Regions from separate parts of the Sus scrofa genome. Here region 1 is linked to region 2. A link is a contact called in public promoter capture Hi-C data. All regions are on one chromosome and are shown on one strand. The core of a region is the stretch at or near the end of the contact, and the rest is flanking DNA. Distances in the headings are between cores, read along the strand shown. Region 1 holds the start of STK19 (serine/threonine kinase 19). Region 2 holds the start of LY6G5C (lymphocyte antigen 6 complex locus protein G5c).

The links. Promoter capture Hi-C pulls out the DNA fragments that hold promoters and counts their contacts.
Region 1: a contact with region 2 is called in a promoter capture Hi-C map of fetal liver, with 2.6 times the contacts expected there. The contact joins the promoter of STK19 here to the promoter of LY6G5C in region 2. A contact is called at or near these places in 3 of 5 promoter capture datasets (fetal liver and liver), 2 of 47 Hi-C or Micro-C datasets (epiblast stem cells and skeletal muscle) and 1 of 2 datasets of contacts at active chromatin or transcription factors (alveolar macrophages).

What each region holds. Positions count from the first base shown.
Region 1 is chr7:24,057,613-24,061,879 of Sscrofa11.1, reverse strand. STK19 (serine/threonine kinase 19) reads right to left here and starts at 1,654. Exons shown (of 7, transcript NM_001128450.1): 1 at 1,510-1,654; 2 at 1,226-1,362. The coding sequence starts at 1,609. DXO (decapping exoribonuclease) reads left to right here and starts at 1,893. Exons shown (of 7, transcript NM_001101826.1): 1 at 1,893-2,080; 2 at 2,352-2,713; 3 at 2,876-3,111; 4 at 3,200-3,419; 5 at 3,537-3,672; 6 at 3,815-3,909; 7 at 4,000-4,210. The coding sequence starts at 2,358. The coding sequence ends at 4,150. SKIV2L (Ski2 like RNA helicase) reads right to left here. Exons shown (of 28, transcript NM_001101817.1): 28 at 4,259-4,267.
Region 2 is chr7:23,793,405-23,797,899 of Sscrofa11.1, reverse strand. LY6G5C (lymphocyte antigen 6 complex locus protein G5c) reads left to right here and starts at 1,933. Exons shown (of 3, transcript XM_003128309.4): 1 at 1,933-2,262; 2 at 3,995-4,162. The coding sequence starts at 2,166.

The DNA of each region.
Region 1 (4,267 bases), core at 405-2,904, 260 kb before region 2:
TCAGATGCAGCATTTCTGTGGCTGTGGTGTAGGCCAGCAGCTGCAGCTCCGATTTGACCCCTAGCCCAGGAATTTCCATATGCTGCAGGTGCAGCCCTAAAAAAAAAAAAGTAGATTCCCAGGTTCTACCCCAAGAAATCTTAATTCATTATCATTGAGTGAGTTCCAGGAACCTGTATTTTTGAATAAAGAGGCCAGGTAATTTTCAGGGTCAGGCAGAACTCAGGACATACCTCGGGAACCACTGCCTTAAGGGTTGGTTCCTCCCAGCATTGGGGATTTGGCTCTATTATCTTTCATTGCAAACCTGGGGTCCTTAACTTTGGGCTGCAGAGGATCTGTGAAACTCTCTCCCCTCCAAAACTGTCTATATACCTTATATATATGTAATGTATATGCATTTTTCTGGAGAGAGAGACATAGCTCTTATTATCTTCTAAAGTTTGTAAAAAGGTTACAAACCACTCCTCTCCTCCCTCTTCCTGCCATTTTCACCCACTTCTACAGACTGAACCACTGCGCACATCTCCATGACTTCCAATTCTGCATTAGTGGCCCAGAACTCTCTCCAAACCCTCATCCAACTGTCTGCCGCACATTTGCATCTGGATGTTCCACAAGTACCTCCACTCAACCTGTACGCAATTAAAGACATCATCTGCCACCAATGTTCTCCTAGTCCCTTTGCTCCACCAACCACTCGGCCATCCAGAAAATCGAAGAGTTTTTCCTTCTTCTTCCCGCTCTCCACATTCCTCACCCATCCTCACCCTAATTTAGGCCTTCACCAGTTCTCAGATGTAAATATCTTTCCAATCGATCTCCCTACCTCGCCTACTCCCTCCAATCCATGCAACACACCCTTCTCTCTCCTATTTAACAGTCCCCGCCAGATCACCGCTTTCAATGTAAGACCGAAACGACACTGATGTACAAAGCCTGTCCTAATCTAATGTCTGCCTGCATTCTCAGCGCTGTAGGTTCGAACCATGCCCGGTGACTCAGTCTCTCCCAAAGCTTCACTCTTCCACACTCATGATTTGGCATGCTCTCTGTTGCCTGAGGCTCTGTAGCCTCCTCCCTGGCTGGCACAATGCTTGGCCCAGAAAGACCCAATGCTTGCTGAAAGGCAGAATAGGTGGTGGGCGAACTGAATGATGGGGAACCTCGGAAGTGCCCGCGAGGCAGGGAAGCGCCCTCCGTCGGTCGCTCTGACGCCCCTCACCAGCTGCCGGTCAGCCACCGTCCGGTCCGGCACGAGACTGTACACCTGGTTCCTCAGCACGATGGGCGGTAGCGCATCCTCAAACAGGACTCGCGGGAACAGCCGCACTAGCTCCGCGACTGCCGCGCGCGCAGATCCTGGGCGGAAAGACCTGGTCACTGAGACGTTAACTGGGACCGGGGCGGGGGAGCGGATGTACGCTGGGTCCCACCACACAGGGTTACCAGAGGCGAGGCCGCTCCCAGCTGAAGTCCCTAGTCTCGCCCTGGGGTTGCCATGGTTACCTGACTCGCCGCGCAAAGGATCTGCCTCTACATCCCGTCTTTCTCGCGGTCTCTTCAGTCCAAGGGTCTCTGGGACCAGGCGATGCCTCTTCCGGCTCATATCCCGGGATCTTAAGGTGCCGGGGAAGAGGTAGATGCTGAAGGAGAAGAACACGAAAAGTCTTCCGGCGCAGAGCAGTGACGTAGAGCGTCCCTCCTTGGAGGCCAGTCAGCCCAGTGTTACAGGACGACGTGGTGACGAAAGAGCCGTCAACCTGTCATCCCTCGGGCTGGGAGGGGCAGTGCCAATGCGGATACCGGCACCAACTGCATTGGCCGAGGCCCCACGTCCGCTGCTGATTGGCTTCCTCCGAGAGCGCCCACTTCCGGGGACGCCAGGGCAGTGCGGGAGGGGTACCGGTGGCCACGTTGTGATCTGCCTCCTGCTGTCCAGCACACAGGCCCCCATCCCAGAGGGGTTTGCCCGCCACTGTCGCTGAATAAATTGCGTCATCGAGAGCCGGGAAGACCATTTTTGCATCCCTCTTCGACTTCTGATGTACCTGCCATGACGTCATAGCTCTGCGAAGGTGTAAGTCGATGTTGGTGAGACCTGACATAACCAGCCAGATACGAGGCCAAAGGTACTTCCTAACCTCTCTGGGCTTGGAGGACCTGGGGATAGGGGTGTAAGTCAAGGGGAAAGGTGAAATGTGCACCTGGTGGTGGCCGTATTTGAGGACATGGGGCCTGCACTTTTCAAGGCCAGAGCCTGGCCATCAGTAAGCTTGCTTAGTCCTGACCTGAAATCCTCCTTTTCCAGCCCTCCTCTTTAAAAAGGGAACTTCCCCACCCTCTCTCAGGTCTGCATGGAGCCCAGAGGGACCAAGAGAGGAGCTGCAAAGATAAGAGTAGCTGAGCCCTGCAACAAACTCCCTCGCCCAGCACCCTCACTGCCCACAGACCCTGCCCTCTACTCTGGGCCCTTTCCTTTCTACCGGCGCCCTTCTGAACTGGGCTGCTTCTCCCTGGATACACAACGCCAGTACCATGGAGATGCTCGAGCCTTGCGCTACTACAGTCCACCTCCCACCAACGGTCAGAGCCCCAACTTTGACCTCAGAGATGGATACCCTGATCGATACCAGACCCGGGATGAAGAGGTCCAAGAGAGACTGGACCACCTGCTGCGCTGGCTCCTGGAGCACCGAGGCCAGCTGGAGGGGTGAGCAAAGCATGGCACACAAGTAGCTCTAGAGACCTGCACCTGCCCTCTGAAATTGGGAGAGCCCAAGCTGGAGAGAGGCCAGTCCTTAAGCTATTCTTTGGGGGCACCATAGCGCGAATGCTTGCGTCAGATCTTCAGCCCCTAATCCCTCCCTCTCAGGGGTCCCAGCTGGCTGGCAGGGGCCACAGTGACGTGGCGGGGGCACCTGACAAAGTTACTGACGACACCATATGAGCGGCAGGAAGGCTGGCAGCTGGCAGCCTCCCGGTTCCAGGGGACGCTGTACCTGAGTGAAGTAGAGACACCAGCTGCCCGGGTTCAGAGGCTTAACCGGCCACCCCTCCTCCGGGAGCTTATGTACATGGGGTACAAGTTCGAGCAGTACATGTGTGCAGGTGAGAGTTGCCCTGGTGCCGTAGCCCCCTCCCCCTTCCCCAGAGATTGAGAGCCCCCAGCCCTGCTGCTGTTTCTCTCCTTGTGCAGACAAACCTGGAGGCTCCCCAGATCCTTCTGGGGAGGTTAACACCAACGTGGCCTTCTGCTCTGTGCTACGCAGCCGCCTGGGAAACCACCCTCTGCTCTTCTCCGGAGAGGTAGATTGCACAGACCCCCAGGCTCCATCCACACAGCCCCCAGCCTGCTATGTGGAGCTCAAGACCTCCAAGGAGATGCACAGCCCTGGCCAATGGAAGAGCTTCTACAGGTTCAGGATGGGGGTGGGCAGGACAAGAACCTAGAATTGACCTCTAGCAAAGGGACTTGGGCGAAGAGGATGAGGCTGGAGGAGGGGGTCTCACTGGCCCCCTGCCTTTCCTGACAGACACAAGCTCCTGAAATGGTGGGCTCAGTCGTTCCTCCTGGGGGTCCCAAATGTCGTTGCTGGCTTCCGTACCCCAGAGGGTTTCATCTGCTCCCTCAAGACCTTTCCTACCATGGAGATGTTTGAACACGTCAGGGTAAGGCAATGCTGTCCCAGCTCCCGCCCGTATGCCCCTGTGCCAAGACCACAGGGCCAGCTGTCAGGCTGCAGCCTGCCTTCCCCTTTCCCCACCCTCGCCCTCACTGCCAGTCTTCTGCCTCCTCCTGGGCCCTCTCCAGAATGACCGTGATGGCTGGAACCCCTCCGTGTGCATGAACTTCTGTGCCGCCTTCCTTAGCTTTGCCCAGAACACAGTTGTCCAAGATGACCCCAGGTGAGGCATTCAGCTCCACCCCATCCCCCTGGATCCTGGATGTTCAGCCTCCGGGCCCTCAACTTGTGACTCCATCTGCCCCCCCCCCAGGCTCGTCTACCTCTTCTCCTGGGAACCTGGCGGCCCAGTCACAGTGTCTGAACATCGAGATGCACCCCATGCCTTCCTGCCTACATGGTACGTGGAGGCCATGACCCAGGACCTCCCCCCTCCCCCCAAGACACCCTCCCCCAAGGACTGATGCTTCACAGGGGCTGGTCCTGTTTCTGTGCACAGATAAAGGCCTGTTTCTAGGTGGTTCTCCCTGCTCTGTCTTTTCAGCTGAGTCATCCCCACCCAATGCCTGAGGTTCACGCCA
Region 2 (4,495 bases), core at 684-3,183:
CCCTCTAAAGTAGGGCAGCCCCAAAATAACCACTTGCCTCTTTCCTCCTGCTACCGTCTGGGCCCACTGTCGCTGTAACTCCACTGCAAGTCCTCCCAGACTTCTCAGGGAGATCCCTACCAGGAGGCCCAGCCTCAGCCACCCATAACCCCCTTAGCCTTTTCGTGGCGGTTACATGAGAGAGAGAGAGAGAGAGAGAGCGCTGTGAAATTCCGTTCCGCCTTTTCTTTGCTCTCTTTGCCTCAAGAGCAGCCTCCGCTGTTTTTCTTTTCTTCTATCACTCTGTCACCCACTCAGCAAACATTTATGTAGGTGCCGGGTGCTCCTCCCCAGTTCTCCATTACCCTGACTTTTCTCTCCAATAATTCTCTTATTTTATCATCCCAAGGCTCTCGGGGCGTGCGCAGTGGCGTACGTTTTCCTCCTGTATTTCTTCGTTCACGTCTGTTTTACTAGGCATGTGTCTCCGTCCGTTTCTTGCCATCTTCCACCGCAGCACCCCGAGACCAGAAAAAAGATTCTCGGAGAGTCTGGCACTTTAGCAGGAAAACCTCGCCAGACCCCGCCCCAAACCTCCAGACCGGAAACTGGGGCAGGTGGGGGGCGCGTTCCTGGGAGCCAGGGACCTCCCCTGACCTACTGACCCTTAAAGTAAAAATCTGGGTGGGTCTCACTCACCAGAGGGAGACTGACCTGGTGAGACGCCCGCGGGGCAGGCGAGTCGGGCCAGCAGGCCCCCGACGGAAGAAACGGATGGGGCGCCTGGAGCCCGTCCGCGGCAGCTCATTGGTTGCTGTGAGGTCTCCGGAATCCTGGACTGGGAGGGACGTTGGCGCCATAGTGCCACCTTCCGGGGAAGCCGTGCAGTGCTCTGGGTGGCAGCGGGGGCCGGACGCCCGGGTTTCTTCCCAAGTGCCTGGCCAAGAGCTGAGCTTGGGCGGGCGGCCGCCCTCGCGTCCTCCCAAAAACTCTGAAGTGCAGCCAGGCGTGGAGAGCGAGCGCACAGCGCCGGAGCCTGTGGGCGCCGGAGATCGGACCCAATGACCTGCAGCTGAGCTGAGGCGGGCCCGGAAAAGCGGGGGCATAGGGAAAGGCTCTGGCTTCCCAGAACCCACAGGGCGTAGTGGGCTAATACGGTCCCTGGAGACTCAGGTGTCCTCGCTTTTGGATTTCTGACACATCTTTCCCATTTTGGAAAATGGTATCACAATCACTCCCTTTCGCAAAGCCTATCTCCCTTCCCTCACCTCACAAGCAGTCTGAATCTGTCCCGTCTTCCTGGGAAACGTAGCTCAGATTCCTGCACCGCTCAACTTCCCTCTCTTCTGTTAGACCAGGCTGCCATCTTGTGACTGGACTTGGGAATAGCTTCCTAACTGGTTTCCCGGCCTCAGAAATCTACAAACAGAAATCTGAACCTGTTACTCCTCTGCTGAAATCCTTTTGGTTTGTAGTAGCCACAGCTCAGGTGCTTCCTCCTCCCCCATCTCCCGTCACTGTCTGTTGACTTGTCTTCTGCACTAAACTGTGTGCTCCGTGACGATAGGGGCTTTGTGCAATATTGTATCCCCAACATCTGATGCAGTGATTCAATGAATGTCTGTTAAATTCATACGAAATGCGTTTCTTCTTTTTTTTTTGTTTTTTTTTTTGTTTTTTTTTTTTTGTCTTTTTGCTATTTCTTTGGGCCACTCCCGCGGCATATGGAGATTCCCAGGCTAGGGGTCCAATTGGAGCTGTAGCCACCGGCCTACACCACCACAGCCACAGCAACGCGGGATCCGAGCCGCATCTGCAAACTACACCACAGCTCATGGCAACGCCGGATCCTTAACCCACTGAGCAAGGGCAGGGACCGAACCCGCAACCTCATGGTTCCTAGTTGGATTTGTTAACCACTGCGCCACGATGGGAACTCCTCTTTCTTTCCTTTCTTTTTGCCACGATGGGAACTCCTGAAATACGTTTCTTTTCTCATTCTTTTTGTTGGGTCCTTGTCCCCATGCCAGGATGTTAGGCCCCAGAATGGCTGTGGGTGAGGACACTCTGTCCCTCCGGCTGTTCTAGCTCTGAATTCCGCCCCAAAAGGATGTTGCCTCTCCCTTTCCTCTTGGTCAACTTCTCTTCCATCAATATAAGGCCAAACTGGAGGCTGGTGGGCAGTCATGCATTTTATGGCAGGCCCTGCAAGTAGCTGGAATATGGGCTTCCACCAAGCCCTGGCCCTCTTAATAATGCAGGTCATGATGAGCTTGGTGTTTGGTAAGTGTCTCTAAGGGGTCAGAAGGATCTCCTAGCCTGCTGGATAGAGAAACCCACAGACACCAGATGTCTGGGTACATGTGCCAAGGGCATTCAGGTAAACCAGGCAGGAGGAAAGATGGGGTGGGTGGGCTTGGTGGGATAATGACTGGGGACTGATAACGGGCTGATGTTCACTCTGAGAGAGATTTCAGGTGATTACTGGAGGGTTTTCTCACTTAATAGCAGTCACCTGAGTGGAGATATTAAAGAGAACCTCTTTGAATCCGAGGGCAATACAGAAGAGGGAGGGTTGGGGGAACACGCCAGATGACAGCCCCAGGATCCAGCGTAGAACAAGGATGAATCCAGCCTGATAACTCGCTTGGCTGCAAATCACCATCTACACAGAAACAAGATTCAAAGTGTTGGCTCATCATCAGCCTCACACCAAGGGTTCTGCTGGGGACACGTTAACGAGTGGTCTGGGCCTGGGACCGGAGGAGGAGGGAGATGAACAGGCATGTGTTTGTGAAGGGCTTAGGTGAACAAAATTAAAAATGAATCTGTTCAAGAGTTCCCGTCGTGGCTCAGTGGTCAACGAATCCAACTAGGAACCATGAGGTTGCAGATTCGGTCCCTGGCTTTGCTCAGTGGGTTAAGGATCCAGCGTTGCCGTGAGCTGTGGTGTAGGTTGCGGCTCGGATCCAGCGTTTCTGTGGCTGTGGCTGTGGCTGTGGTGTAGGCCAGCAGCCACAGCTCCAATTAGACCCCTAGCCTGGGAACCTCCATATGCCGCTGGTGCGGCCCTAGAAAAGGCAAAAAGACAAAAAAAAAAAAAAAAAAAAAAAGAATCTGTTCAGTGGGACCCCCTCAAAGAATATGGCTTTGGGCTACTCGAAGTCTCTGTCTACATGTCTTGTGCTGATGCACTCTTATGTTTTCACTTCTGCTAATTACAGATGAAGAAAGCATATTCCAGGAGTTCCCACTATGGTACAGTAGGTTAATTATCCAGCATTGCTGCAACTGTGGTTCAGAGTCAATCCCTAGCCTGGGAACTTCCATATACCATGGATGCAGCCAAAAATGAAAGAAAAAAGAAAAGAAAGCATATTCAAAAGACTGTCTGGGGTGGGGGACCATGAAACCAAGTCACAGAGGAAGAACTGTCCTAACAAGGCTGCCAAAACTTGGAATAGGCTGCCTTGGCCTAAACTTTGAACTTAGAGACTTACAGAGTGCTGGTAGACACATTAGTCCCTCAAATAAATGTTTAATTAATTAATTAATTTCTCATTTCAGGAGGTGTAAGAGCAGAGAACGGAGATTTTTTAAAATAAGAACTAAAGCTTTTGATGAAAGGTTAAGCCATATTTTTTTGTTGTTGTTCTTTTCAGGGCCGCAGGTGTGGCATATGGAGGTTCCCAGGCTAGGGTCAAATAGGAGCTACAGCTGCTGCCTACACCACAGCCACAGCCATGCTGGACCCAAACCATGTCTGCAATCTATACTGCAGCTCACAGCAACACCAGATCCTTAACCCACTGAGTGAGGCCAGGGATGGAACCCACGTCTGCACGGATACTAGTTAGGTTCGTTACCCTGAGCCACAGTGGGAACTCCTAAGCCGGATGGTTGTAAAGAATTGGTGATTTTATGGTTTTCTGAGATGGGGAGGTAGGAGAGAACGGTGGGGTCGGACAGCCGGGAAATTAGGTGGGTTTAGGGTCAGCGCTTCTCTGTGTTCTAGGTGAGTTTGATCATAATGATCCAGAACCCCCTCATCCGATTCAGTTAACCAAGTACTTAAGCTGCTATCGATGCCTCCTGGAGACCAAAGAGTTGGGGTGCCTTCTGGGATCTGACATCTGCCTCACCCCAAAGGGCAGCAGCTGCATGACTCTGATCATAAAGAACAGTAAGCTGCTGTCTCCCTTCCATCCTGGGCCCAGTCCATTCCTGAGCTGAGCCTCCGCCAGCCTTCTAAGCTGCGCTCCAAGCCTGGTTCCCACAGCTCTAAGACACTGATCCATCACTATCTCTTCCTCTCCTTTGGAGCCATGCCCCATCTCCACTTGCACCCCCACCCCTCCTTGGCTCACCCTCCTCGTAGGACCCAGCCTTGCAGGGGACCCTGGAGATTGCCTGATCCACTGGCCTTTCCTTGGGCTTCCTTCTCCCCGCCTGCCAGCATCACCCTTCTACCTCGTCCACTGCTTCTTCCCAGTCTCCTTCACTGAGTTTTGCCTTA